2 separate regions of the Mus musculus genome follow, and region 2 is linked to region 1. A link is a contact called in public promoter capture Hi-C data. All regions are on one chromosome and are shown on one strand. The core of a region is the stretch at or near the end of the contact, and the rest is flanking DNA. Distances in the headings are between cores, read along the strand shown. Region 1 holds the start of Slc1a4 (solute carrier family 1 (glutamate/neutral amino acid transporter), member 4). Region 2 holds the start of Ugp2 (UDP-glucose pyrophosphorylase 2).

Evidence for each region. Promoter capture Hi-C pulls out the DNA fragments that hold promoters and counts their contacts.
Region 2: a contact with region 1 is called in a promoter capture Hi-C map of pre-B cells, with 3 times the contacts expected there. The contact joins the promoter of Ugp2 here to the promoter of Slc1a4 in region 1. A contact is called at or near these places in 2 of 39 promoter capture datasets (embryonic stem cells and pre-B cells), 1 of 484 Hi-C or Micro-C datasets (embryonic stem cells), 2 of 115 datasets of contacts at active chromatin or transcription factors (astrocytes and pancreatic cancer cells) and 3 of 9 other capture datasets (adipose tissue, liver and macrophages).

Annotation. Positions count from the first base shown.
Region 1 is chr11:20,330,136-20,336,899 of GRCm38.p6, forward strand. Slc1a4 (solute carrier family 1 (glutamate/neutral amino acid transporter), member 4) reads right to left here and starts at 2,578. Exons shown (of 8, transcript NM_018861.3): 1 at 1,811-2,578. The coding sequence starts at 2,337. It also overlaps the pseudogene Gm12033.
Region 2 is chr11:21,366,896-21,373,659 of GRCm38.p6, forward strand. It overlaps Ugp2 (UDP-glucose pyrophosphorylase 2), which reads right to left and starts at 3,734. Exons shown (of 10, transcript NM_139297.6): 1 at 3,292-3,734. The coding sequence starts at 3,310.

The DNA.
Region 1 (6,764 bases), core at 1,328-3,827:
TCACTAGTAGCTCAGGCTGGACTCAAACCCTGCCTCCTAAGTAAGTGTCCCAAACACGCTCAGCCCTAATCTTTGCCTACATTTCCTGGGTTGGAAGCAGGATTGCACGACTTGCCCTGCCCTTATCACGAACTTCTAGGTCAAGTGCAGCTAGCTAGTAGAAGCATTAGAAAATACTACCCCATCCTAACAGGCCAGGGAAAGCTCTTCTGGGGAGATGCAACAAGGGTTGCCCTAGTCTCTGAGAAATGACACCTATACTGATTCTTGAGACATGACACTGGGTCACCATTCACTTTAAAAGCAGGAGCTAGAAGGGCTTGGGTCTAAAACCACGGCCATAAAACAGTAAGTTGTAAGTCCTTTCTTGGGGTGATGGCCATAAAGTGGTTCTCACTCCTCCTACCCCCAATTACTGGTCAGTTCCTTTTTCAATGATGGAAGAACACCATTAAGGCTCCTGTGTTACCATAGAGAGGCACAGATGAACATCATACTCCCATTTGGGCCACAGATGGCTCTACAAAAAGAACCCTGAAACCCCATATTTCTCTCCCTGAGGACAGAACAAACCAAAGCTACTCTGGGCTTCAGTAGAGTTCTCTATCTCTGAACACATCTACAGTTATGTCTCAAACCTTAAGACTCTTGGACTACCAGGCCACCTGGCAGGCGCCAAAGCCTACAGTTCCATCGAAGTTCCCGTAGGCTACCTCCACTTGCTCTGTTTGCAGGAACTTTTGGTCTTTTTCAGCAGATTCCCCCACCCCCCCACCCCCCCACCCCCACCCCCCGTCCAATACCATGTCTCGGTTTTTTGTTTTGTTTTAGATGAACAAACTCTTGAAGTGGCAAGACAGCTGTCACATTTTCCACATGAAGAAATGGAGACAGGAGAAAGACAAGTCACTTGCCCAGAGTTCTCTGGTTTTCACCACCTCAGCAATGAGGAGCTTTGCCCAATGACTCAAGACAAAATATACCACTAAGGCTCAGAAAGCTGGAAGGCAAGCCAGCTGGACTCCTCGTTCAGACGAACCTGGTTACATTAGTAAACGCCTGCAGACTAATGTTTTCCCATCTGTGAACTTTGGATTAGTTCAAATGGAGAGGTGAAGCTTTGAAAACTACACTCTATCATCCCAGGGGATGAAATACAACTCCTGAGTGGAGAAAAAAAAAAAAAAAAAAAAAAAAAAAACAAGCAAAGAAAGGTGTGTGTATCTCAACTCTCTGGATCTCCCCGCTTTCTACAAAGAAATAACGCTAGGCCCCATGATCCTGACCAAGAACGTCCACAACCTGTCCTAAGCCTGAGAGGCAGTCACGTAGCTGGGCAACGGGCTCCACATAACTAACTCCAGTTTTATTATTCTTGGACACATCCATAATTCTGCTGAAAATTGCCAACTTCCTTCCAGACCAAAGGCTGAATCAGAGAAAACCTCAGACTACAAGCTGGATAGCTCCTCTGGTGAAAGTCACTCAATGTCCTGGAAGCTTTGGGGTGATGTAGGGGAGAAAACAGGAACAATTAAAAAAACGAAACAAAACAAACAAACAAAACTGAGAGAGCCCAGTGTAAGGAGTAAAGCACAACTGAGAAGGTATACACTTAACATCCCACCTAACGGAAAATCGGTTCCAGCAAAAAGCTGTGGCCTCCAGTCTTTAAAGGTGTGGCCAGCACGTAGCCCAGACGTAAATATGAAATTTAGTGTTAAGGGCCAACAGTAACTGAATTAACTCTAGGTGATATGAGTGCACGTGGCGTCTCCCGCCGTGCCTTTGGCGGGGTGGAGAGCAGTACCTGAGTAAATCGAGGAAAGAGTCCACTGTCTCTTTGGAGACCGGAGGAGGCCCTGAGTTCTCCAGCCCCAGGCTGCTGGACTGGAGGGTCTGCGCGCCCGCCCCTGGCTTGATGATGAACGCCAGAGCAACGGCGAGAGCCGAGGCGCTCAGCGTGGTGAGGCCGAAGTAAGCAACAGCGATGCCACCCAGACGCCCGAGGGAGCTGGCATCCAGGGAGGCGGCTCCCGACACCAGGCTGCAAACCACCAGCGGCAGGATGATCATGCGCAGCATGCGGAGCAGCATCTCGCCCGGGAAGGCCAGGTAAGTGATCTGGGTGCGGGTGAGCTGCAGCCCCCTCAGCGCCGCGCCCATGCCGGCACCCACCAACACTCCCGACACGGTGAGCAGCACCAGCGCGTGGCGCCGAAAAAAGCTAGCACAGCGCTGCGATTTGCCCATCGCCGTCTCGGGCGTTCGGGGCCCGGCCGCAGGCTCTGCCTGGGTGCCGTCGAGGTAGCCGTTGGTCTCGCCGCTCTTCTCCATGTCGTTGCCCACCGCTCTAAGCGGTAACACTCAAGGAACTTGGAGAAAAGACCGGTTTCGAATGAATGGATCAGGCGGAGACAGTGGCCTGTGCCAGCTGCGGCTTCCGAGCTCTGTGAGTCCCTACAGGAACACTTTTCAGAAAGATAAAAGAGAGACGTGGGTTGTGGGTTGGAGCCCAGGCAGAGCAGACCGCGCCGCGCCCAGCCTTCTTTCAGAGCCGCTGCAGGCTGGAGATGATGCAACGCAGGAGGCACGCTGGAGGCTGCAGCCTAGGAAGGAGGGCGGGGCTTGAGCTCGCCCCGCCCATGTAGGCGCACCTCCGATGTTACGACCAATTAGAACCCTGAATATCCGTTCCCCACCTCCCTGACGTTTCCCAGGTCCCGCCCTTCTCCCACCCTCCGGGAGGCACAGCAAAGAGAGTGAGAGACAGGCAGGCTGGGCTCTCCCGACGGGGCGTGAGGCCATCGGCCAATCCTGTCTCCTGGCAGCTTTCAGTCCTACTGTCCAGGCCTCGGGGAGAGAGGGAGGGGAGCGTCTGGAACGCCTCGGCAGTTCTTCTCCTCAGCTGGTGGAGGAGGGGAGCCCTCGGAGGTTGGTGCCCGCCCTCCGCTAGGGAGTCCGGAACGACCCAACCTCCATCCTGCGGGAAATCCTTTCTTCTAAGGGCTCTGTAGGCTTTCCTGGTACAGAGACAAAGGAGTGGGTGGATGGGGGAAAGTCTCATTGCGTGCACGTACAAGACTCTAGCAGAGCTTTACCCTTAGGTGACCAGCGAGTCCGGGTGGCACTATGCACAGTGCCAAGGGTGAGCCACTGCGTGCACTAGCGCCCTCTGGGGCGAGTCCATTGGACTCTGGGGAGAAGCCTGGTGTGTGCAGGCTGAAGACGTAAAACTCTCCCAGAGAAACAGAGCTCTAACGCCACCACTTTCGGTGGCGTGTCTGCCATGTAACTTAAGCTGAAACACAAGCGGGATTTTAACCACCCCCTTCCGGGTCTCCAGACTTGGCACGCCAACAGTTCAGTCAAGTGTTTGGCCAGTCTGAAAGATGGTTCAATGGATTTTTTAAAAATGCCATTTATTTACTATCTTCCCGGGCCACAGCAGATAAAAAGGGAAACCTTGGCAGTCGTTTATTGTGTTATTTATTTATTTATTTATTTATTTTTCCCTATTCTGCTTTTGAAAAGAACTACCTCCCCAGACCTCCAAGAAAGCCCTAGTTAGGTGTAGCTGAGTTAAAGAGGAAGACAATGTGAAGTAAAGTAATTTTGAAGTATACCATAACAGAAACCTGTGCAAATCAATATGTCCTGTCGAGGTGTAAAACGTCCAATTGTTGAGACAGCAAAGAGTTCCTTACATGAAGCCATTTAGCTGTCATGTACAGCTTGTTGAAATAGGAGCTTATTGGTGGGAGGGAGGTGTGTTCATTAGATGAGGACCTATACATATTTTTATCTTGTTTCCCAGAACATGGTTTACCTCTCTGTGCAAGGATGGATGATTCCTACAGACCCATGTTCCTCATTTCCAGGTAGCTCTGCCTCCTTTTTCCTAAGCTGCTGCTTTTATGCAAAAGACTGAAGTCATGTTCCAGAAGTGGGTTTCCAATTGCCTGCTTTACAGCTCCACCCAGACATTCTGCAGCATCTCAGCTCAGCATATTCCGAATCAGATTTGTGATTGTCTCCTCCAGCCTGTTACTGCTATCATTATGATCTGCCTCTGTGAACCTTCATGTTTAAGTTTTCTCTAGTCTGATCTGTTGTTAAGCCCCATGACTCATGTTGAAATGTCCTTTCTCTCCTCTACTTCCACTAGCCATGCTGTTGACTGCATGCTAGTGCTTGACAAATTCTTCCTTTGTGGCCCAAGCAGGCCTTGAACTCAGAATCTCCCCTGCCTCTATGTAGAGATTTGGTTTGTTGCTATGTATTGTAATGCTAAATACTGGCCCTTGTTGCCTAGGGGACTAGAAGATCCTCACAGTACATCAACGTGATACTATGTAACCTTGCCCCTCAAGTTATCCCTGATTGGTCAATAAAGATGCAGACAGCCTATAGCTGGGCAGAAGAGAGGCAGGTGAGGTTTCAGTTCCTGGGCTTGGGGTCTGAGGCAGGACCATGAGAGGGAGGAAAGAAGGTGGAGAGAGGAGACACCAGGGGATAGGTAAATCATGAAAACATGGCCATAAAGGCTAGCCAGTTCAAGTAAGAGCAGCCTAGGCAGAACGTGGCAAGTTATATCTCGGGGTCATTGATAGGGAAGTAGGCAAAATAGCTTAGAGGGGCGACATCTGCCCAGCTCTAGTGCTTTAAAGGCTTCTTTTTTTTTTTTTTTTTTTTTTTGGGTGCAGCGAACTTTATTGATGGTATTCAAGAGAGTAGGGAGGGCTCCCTAGGCCCCTCCTGTTATTATGGGGGTCTGGGATGGAAATTGTGAGGGAGATGCTCAGTGTTGGGGGCCGAGTTGGGATAGGGCCTCTCTTGCTCAGTGTCCTTGCTGGGGTGGGTGGTCCAGGGTTTCTTACTCCTTGGAGGCCATGTAGGCCATGAGGTCCACCACCCTGTTGCTGTAGCCGTATTCATTGTCATACCAGGAAATGAGCTTGACAAAGTTGTCATTGAGAGCAATGCCAGCCCCGGCATCGAAGGTGGAAGAGTGGGAGTTGCTGTTGAAGTCGCAGGAGACAACCTGGTCCTCAGTGTAGCCCAAGATGCCCTTCAGTGGGCCCTCAGATGCCTGCTTCACCACCTTCTTGATGTCATCATACTTGGCAGGTTTCTCCAGGCGGCACGTCAGATCCACGACGGACACATTGGGGGTAGGAACACGGAAGGCCATGCCAGTGAGCTTCCCGTTCAGCTCTGGGATGACCTTGCCCACAGCCTTGGCAGCACCAGTGGATGCAGGGATGATGTTCTGGGCAGCCCCACGGCCATCACGCCACAGCTTTCCAGAGGGGCCATCCACAGTCTTCTGGGTGGCAGTGATGGCATGGACTGTGGTCATGAGCCCTTCCACGATGCCAAAGTTGTCATGGATGACCTTGGCCAGGGGGGCTAAGCAGTTGGTGGTGCAGGATGCATTGCTGACAATCTTGAGTGAGTTGTCATATTTCTCGTGGTTCACACCCATCACAAACATGGGGGCATCGGCAGAAGGGGCGGAGATGATGACCCTTTTGGCTCCACCCTTCAAGTGGGCCCCGGCCTTCTCCATGGTGGTGAAGACACCAGTAGACTCCACGACATACTCAGCACCGGCCTCACCCCATTTGATGTTAGTGGGGTCTCGCTCCTGGAAGATGGTGATGGGCTTCCCGTTGATGACAAGCTTCCCATTCTCGGCCTTGACTGTGCCGTTGAATTTGCCGTGAGTGGAGTCATACTGGAACATGTAGACCATGTAGTTGAGGTCAATGAAGGGGTCGTTGATGGCAACAATCTCCACTTTGCCACTGCAAATGGCAGCCCTGGTGACCAGGCGCCCAATACGGCCAAATCCGTTCACACCGACCTTCACCATTTTGTCTACGGGACGAGGCTGGCACTGCACAAGAAGATGCGGCTGTCTCTGGAACAGGGAGGAGCAGAGAGCCTAAAGGCTTCTTATAAATATATTGGTGTGTGTCTTTTATCTGGGAACTGAATGATCCAGGCAGAGTAGAAACTCCCAAGTAATATTATTTACCACAATACCTCTACTTTCTGATCGCAGGTATATGTCACTGCACCTTGTTTATTTCCATACTTCTCTATCTAGGTGTTAAACAATTACTGGTTTGGGGTATTTATTTTCTGGTGTCTATGTCTGACCAGAGGAGAGCATTGGGTTTTCTGCTCTATCATTGTCTGTCTTACTCCTTTGAGATGGCCTCTCACTGAACCTGGAGCTCGGCTGGTGATCCTCTTGTTTTTGCACCACAGCACGGGGTTATACAAGTGCTTGGCCACACTTAACTTTTTGAGCAAGTGCTGGGATCTGAACTCTTACCCAACAGAATCATCTTTCTAACCTCCTTATTTTGGCTTTTGAAATTTTGTCTTGTTTGTTTTGAAGCAGAGTTTCATGAACTTCGAGTTGGTGTTGAACTCTCTATGTAACTACAGATAGCCTTGAATTCCTAATCCTCCTGACTGTACCACACACACGCTGGACTTACACGTCATACAGTAACTGCTTTTAACCGCTGAACCATCTCTCCAGCCCCCTCATCCCTTTCAGAGAGAGAGAGAGAGAGCCTTGTTATGGAGCCTAGACTAATGTCTAGAATAAAGAGAAAGAATAGGATGGCAGTTACAGAAAGAGCGGGCTGAGAAGCACGTGCTGGTGAGGGTGGGTGGAGAAGGGAGCCTTATACTTTGTTGGTATTCAGATTAGTATAGCGTTACAGAAAATGCAAATCAACATG
Region 2 (6,764 bases), core at 2,484-4,983, 1.0 Mb after region 1:
CTTTCCTTGAAATATAATATTATATTAAATATATACTATATATTTAAGAATAGTTTTTAAGAATAAGGGATATTTTTACACAGCTTAGATAGATAATGGCATATTTAAAGTTGCGAAAATACTTCTAGAATTACAGTTTTAATCAAATAACCTAGCCTTAGCTGGATGGCTATACAGCCATCAGTCTCTTCACCATTTATAAGTTTCCAAACATTTAGGAAGACAGTTCTCACAACTTTTTAAAAGAAAATTTCCAAAGGGCTTCTGTTGACAAACCTAGCAACACCCCACAACTGCTGCTGATGCTACCCCAAATGTGACGTAGGAAAGAGGCAGTGTTCATTTATGTAGAAAAGTGGAGGCACTGAATAAGACAGCGGCAGAACAAGACAGTTTCATAGGTAGGCAAAAGAACACAGCAGCTCATATCATGTTTGGTCAAAGTACGACTAGGCTCCTGAGGGACAGACTTAGGCAGATATGCAGAACTTATGCCTTTATTGGCCCAGTAATTCTATACAGGCAACTCACCTCTCTAACAGTAGTAAGTGTTTTTACTAACCATAAATTTCCAACTAGCTTCTTATGATCTAAGTGGCTGAGGAAGAAGAAACCCAGCATTCTTATAAAAGTAGTGCTTGGATTTGGAGTCAGACCAAGTGGAGCAGCCTTACGTTTCATCATCACCCAAAAAGAATGATCCCCAATGTTCATAACACCAGATCTACAGAGTCCTGAGTACCTACTATAAGGGAAAAATAAATATAGTGAAAGGCATACAATGAACATTCAAAAAAAAAAGTTGTTAACCGACTGTTTAAACTGTAACTTGTATTTATCCCCTATGCTATCCAAGCTTAACCTTGCCCTCCCCTCTCCTCAGCTCCTGTTTAGTAATTTTCTTTAAAAGATATAAACTTTCAAGTAACCAGACTGAATATTAAATCTGAATACGAAAATAAAAAACTATGTGTATTTCTGTTGATGGCGTATGGGTAGCAATGCTATCTAAAAGTCATCATTATTTTAGAAAAGAGTAGAAGATAATGGCCACACATTATCTACCCAGTTCAGTCACTTAGTACAGCACCCCATTTAAACTTCTCAATGACCCTGCGGCATAGGCACTGAGACCCAGTGGAGAAGGCAGGGACAGGAGATGGATTCCAATGCCTCTCCCATACTAAGCATGCGTGTCATCACTAAATTATACTCTCAGTCCAATTTCCAAACTCTACCCAGGTAGAACCTAAAGTTCAGAAAAGTGTCTAAAAATCCCTTTTTTTAACAAGAGTCAAATCGAAGTCCATACCCTTTCGTATTTCTCAGTATTTATGTAATTTAAGATAGGTCATAAAAACCTACAGCCGAAAACATACGGTAAGCTAACCTACTGAAAAAGCATATAGAACATTTTAGGTTGTGGGCATTTGTTGCCTGTGACAAAATCTACTTTCAAGACACTGTGTTTTTCCCAGGGACATATTATCTTTGTCTATAGAAAATGGTAATCTATTTGGAGACTAGGCCATTCCTAAAATTTTAACCTAAAAAGCAACGGAAGTTGTTGGAAAGGACAGGAGCTGAACACAACTCAGGATTTCCAGGACTTCTCCCCAGCTCATCTCTGGGCATCTTCATCAGCTGTAAAGTACTCCTTAGGGCTCAGAAGCTTAAACGAGGCGACTTGAAATAGCTATGGCCTGGCACTGGTTAGCACTTTCCCGTGAAGCAGCACAGGCCGTGTACCAGCCAGTGGGAAGAAGCCTCAGCAACTTCTGGGGGAGGGGAGGGTCAGCACTGGACTGCTTTTAAAAAGAGAGAACACAGAAGTTTCCAACTCTTATACTTGAAAACTGATATGCGTAGACAACTCTGACATTAGCCAATTAGTTTTCTCATTTCTAACAGTAACCACGATAAGCACTTAGAGCTCACACTTAAACACAACAATGGCGCAATGATACATTCCAGGACTGAGTTAAACATATTTGGAGTATCATCTTTTTGTACAAAACTGCCTGCTTAAATCAAATGTGTCGTCTTGAATTGCATCATGGAGATAGGAATCAGACTGAGCTTATAGCTTAGTTAATGCAAACACGTTAATTTCTTCATTTTGACACTTGTGCAGTATTTTGAAAACTGTAGAAGTACTTTAAAATAATGGGCTTTTAAAAAGTGGGTAGCAATGTCCACAGCCACCTGTGTCTTCTCGATTTAGAAACCTCTAGCTTCATGTCAACTGTAACACCAACTTCAAACATAATGGCAAAATGACATTTCTGAGCTTAGTGCTGAAGGCAGACAGGCATAACGGTCCCATCTGTTTCCATAATAATGAAGGCAGATTCCTTTAATCTAATATGAAAAACTTAAGAGTTAGTAAAGTGGGGCATAAGCCTGTATGGCATTTTCATTTCCAGGGTCAAATGATGGACATCCCTAGCATAACTTTAAAAGGAAAGGGGAAAGGTGCATGGACAGTCACTGAGGATCACGTGAAGCGGTTGCAAACTTTACTGCATGTATTAAGCAAGATGGCTGAAGCTTTCACACACTGGGGTCTGGAAGGAAAGGCTTCTTATAGGCAAACTCTATACAGTTTTGTGACAGAAGTTTAAGGCAGCACCCAATTGCAATACTACAGCTTGGTTGAGGGGTATTTGCTAAATGCATTATTTACACATATACAGATTTGAATGGTAATTTTCAAATTTAAAGAAAGCATAATCTTTCTATATTAAAAAAGAAAAAGCTAAGAGCACTGCAGCAAAGTCATTTCTCTGACTGGTATGACCTCCAGTGTCTACAAACTACTGATTTCGCAATAAATTACTCTGAGACTCAATCCACGTACACACAGAAAAGAAGTGGAGAGCTTCCTACTAGTCTTGACAAACGCATCTGCCTGTCCCTAGCCCTCTGGGTTTCCTTGTCCCACAAAGATAACTAACTTATCATCGAGTGCAAGAAGGGAACAAGAATTAATCAGCAGTCAAAAATCCTGTTTTGATTTTTACAATTACTATCCACGATGTCAGAATACTATTAAAACTGATTTTAGAAGGTAGAAATAACCCCTGCAGGGCGCAGAGGCATACAAACACGTATATGAAATGCCAACCCAATAAGTGGCGCAAAGCAGCTTAAATACCAATTTAACCAAAAAGGTCTGGCAAACGGTATCACAAATGAACACTTCCAGTTACAAACTACCCACTTACTTAGAGACTACCAATATTCAAAATCGGACGAAGCAGCCAAGAGACAGAAAGCAAAATGTCTTACCTTGTACAAATCTCGACATTTTAGGATCTTATTAAAATAATCTGGCTTATAATTTTCAATTTCTAGAATCTACGTTGTAAGGAAGGTCTCTCTCCCTTCCCTGCAACCGAAGTGTTCTTTCTCCTCCGATGTTTAACTACTTAAAGAAGAATTCGGGGGGAAAAAAAATCAAAACTAGTCTTTAAAAAGAAAAATCCTGAAGACGGAAAACTTGGTGGGACCGACTCAGCTTGGGAGGGAACTCCAGGCTACTCAGCGATCCCGACACCAACAGGGGACGACTGGAGACTCCGGAAAAGGTAAAACCAGACGAACTTAAATTTCATCAATGGAGAGGCGGACCTAGAGCCGCTTCACCGCCCTCCGGTCTCCACGCCCTCTAGGGCAGGACTGCCGCAGGCCCCCGGCCGCACCCCGAGGCCCCTCGCCGGCGGCCGTCCAGCGGCGAGCTGCTGGCGCCCCGTGTAGATCGGGAGGCGGGGAGGCCGGCGAAGGGGCAACGCAACCTTTTCTCCAGCCCATAAATAGCCGGGACTCGGAGATGCTGCGAATTCCGCACTCGGGCAGACAGCTGCCCGCGGCCTCCACTGGCCGCCCTCCCCTACGCAGCCGCTCCACACCAGGGCCCGGCTCGCCCCCTCCCTGCCCCCCGGGCCTGGCCGCCCAGACCCCCCGGGAGGCCTGGCCCTCCCTGACACGCCCTCGCCCGCCCGCCCGCCCGCCCCCTACTCTTCCACGCCCCACTGTCGGCCCCCGGCCACGCCTTTCGGAGCAGGACCCCACAAGGAGGTCGCTCGGAGCCCGGCCCGCCCCTTAAGCGACACCCACCTTCCTATTCCCTCGAGGGCTGAGAAGTTGGGGGCCTGGAATCAGGTCTCGCACGCTGCACGAGCGTGGCCGAGGCGACCTCCCCTCCGCTCCCGTCACACGCAAACACCTGGAGCCTGGCGCCAGCGTGCGCAGCCCCTGACCCTCCAGCCCGCCGCCTCCGGACACCGGAGCCCCCACTTTCGCCACACACCTCCCCTCCCCCTCCTTCCCCCCTCCCAATGCGGAAATGTCCCTACTGCTCAGAGCGACAGGCACAGCCGCCAGTCCGGAGCCGAAGTTTGCCTAAGGACCTGGCCAATGAGACACGCGGAGGTGGCAGGGGGCGGGGCGTTCGAGGCCCGAGGGAGGCGGGCGCAGAAGCGAAGGCGGGAATCCCACGCGTGGGAGCTGCACAGGCAGCAGCACGGTGCCAAGCACGTCTGTCTCTGCTTGCTGTTTGCAGATGCCACGAGCGTGTGAGAAAACCGAAGCGTGTGCTTGTGTTTGCACTCCACCAGAATTTGCCCGTTGAGGAAACCTTGAACTCCCCTTCCTCAGGGACACCAGGCTCTTCTCAAGAGGACCCAAAGGCTCTGCCACCAATTAGGGTTTGAGGAGGGTTAAGGCAACCTTTTCAGAATCAAGTAAAGGGATGGGATGTGTGTGGCTCACCAACAGGAGGAGGGCCTGGGGGCGTCGAAGGGAATGCCAAATAAAGGCTCTCCAGAAAGAGCCATCACTATTCGCCTTGCCTCGAATCCCACTCCTGGGCACGTTTGTGCTGGAATTGGGCGTTTACTTTTCTAGCCAAAGTGAAAATGACTTATTATCCTTAAGATGCTGATGATAGATCTTGAAGTCTCCAAAAGAAAGATGAAGTTAAAAGCCAGAACGTTGGCACCCGTCTGGGGACTCCCTGAGGTGTGCCCAATCACAGCTAGTCTTGCCAACCATTTAAGCCTGTAAGACTGCCTGTCTTCTTTAACATTCTCGCGTTACCCTACTTGGTTTGTCAGTTCTGTAACCAAGCACTTCCAGAAGGGTTTGAAATGTACAACATTATTCAGCCAAGGTAAATGAGAATTTCTAAATTATTCTCTAGAAAAGAGAGAGCTTTCATTATTCAGTCCTTTGGGTTCATATGGAAATGTTATTAAACAACACAGGAAAAGATAGTGTTCATGTTGCTTATGTAGAATCCAAAAACCTTAGGCATCCAAATATCTCAGCTAAGAAAATAACTTTCTCCAAATGAAAAAAATTTCTAAAATAACAAATGACGTCAGTTTAATAACGACACTTGCTCTGGAGTTTTTGCTTAGACTCTACATCCTCTCTGAACAGTAGAGAAATTGTTCCAGCAGTGAATGAACTATATTTATCAGTCAGTGTAAGCACTAAAACAGAACCAAAGACCTGGGGCTCCTCATGTAAGTCAGCCTGCAAAAACTTACGTGCAACAAGGAATCTTTAACTTTCCCAGGCTTATTATATAATAGAATGGCCAGTTATTTTTGACTTCCACAGAAGATTAACAAGGGGAGAAACGATCTTTAAATCTAGCAAAAACATTTGGTAGTTCCTAAGAATTGGCATCTTGATTTATGATTGAGTAACTACTGACACAAAGGACACAAAGAATGTTGGGCATTCACTACTTTAAAACAAGTCCCCAGAAAGTAAACCATTACCCATCTTCCGTGGTTAACTTTATAGTGAGGGGCTGACTCTTGGCCAGAAGCACCAGAGAAACCACATTTCTAAATGCTATGTTTATATAGTGCCTTGCAAATGAAATTTCTTTAGAGAGGGGCTTGAATTTAAATTCCAGATCTTCAGATAGAGTATCTCACTCCTTAAGAATGAGGAAAATAGCTCAGCTGACAAATCACGGGATAGGGATGTAAAACCTGAGGCTCTTCAGGACCATAAACCAATTGTTTGTTTCTCTCTTTACATTCAGCTCTCTCTCTCTCTCTCTCTCTCTCTCTCTCTCTCTCTCTCTCTCTCACACACACACACACACACACACACACCTGGGGGTGGGGATAGCCATGGGATGGGGTCGGAATGGGGAGTCTCTTCTGTTTGATTTTTTTCTTTTAAGAATTTTTATTTTACGTGTATTGAGTGCGCCATGTTTGTGTCTGGTGCCTGTAGAGGCCAGAAGAGGTCATGGGATCCCCTAGACCTGGAATTAAAGAAGGTTATGAATCACTCTGTGCTAGGAACCCAACCAAGGTACTCTGTAAGAGCTAGTGCTCTTAACTACTAAGGCATCTCTGCAGACCCTGACCACTTTTCCCCCAAGTCAGATTACAGATAAAGAGGTCAGGTGAGGTAACAAACAGAATAGACACCTGGACGCCAGTTTCTGGTGAGCTGTGCTGTCCCCCAAGGGCCACAGAAGTCCTGCCTCTAATTTACTTCAGTCCATCTTCCTACTTCCCCATAGGAAAACAGAAAAACACACAAAACAAAGCAAAACTTTGTTTTAACTGGTCTTATGCCTTGTGAGCAAACCCACAGCCTCAGCCATGCTACTTAAGAACCCTGCCACTAGCCTCAGCCATAGCTCCTATACAATAACACTCTAACAACAACAAACCCAATGCCTGCTTCCTTGTTTTTGAGCATAATCTTTGCTGCCTCTTTAGATGTAG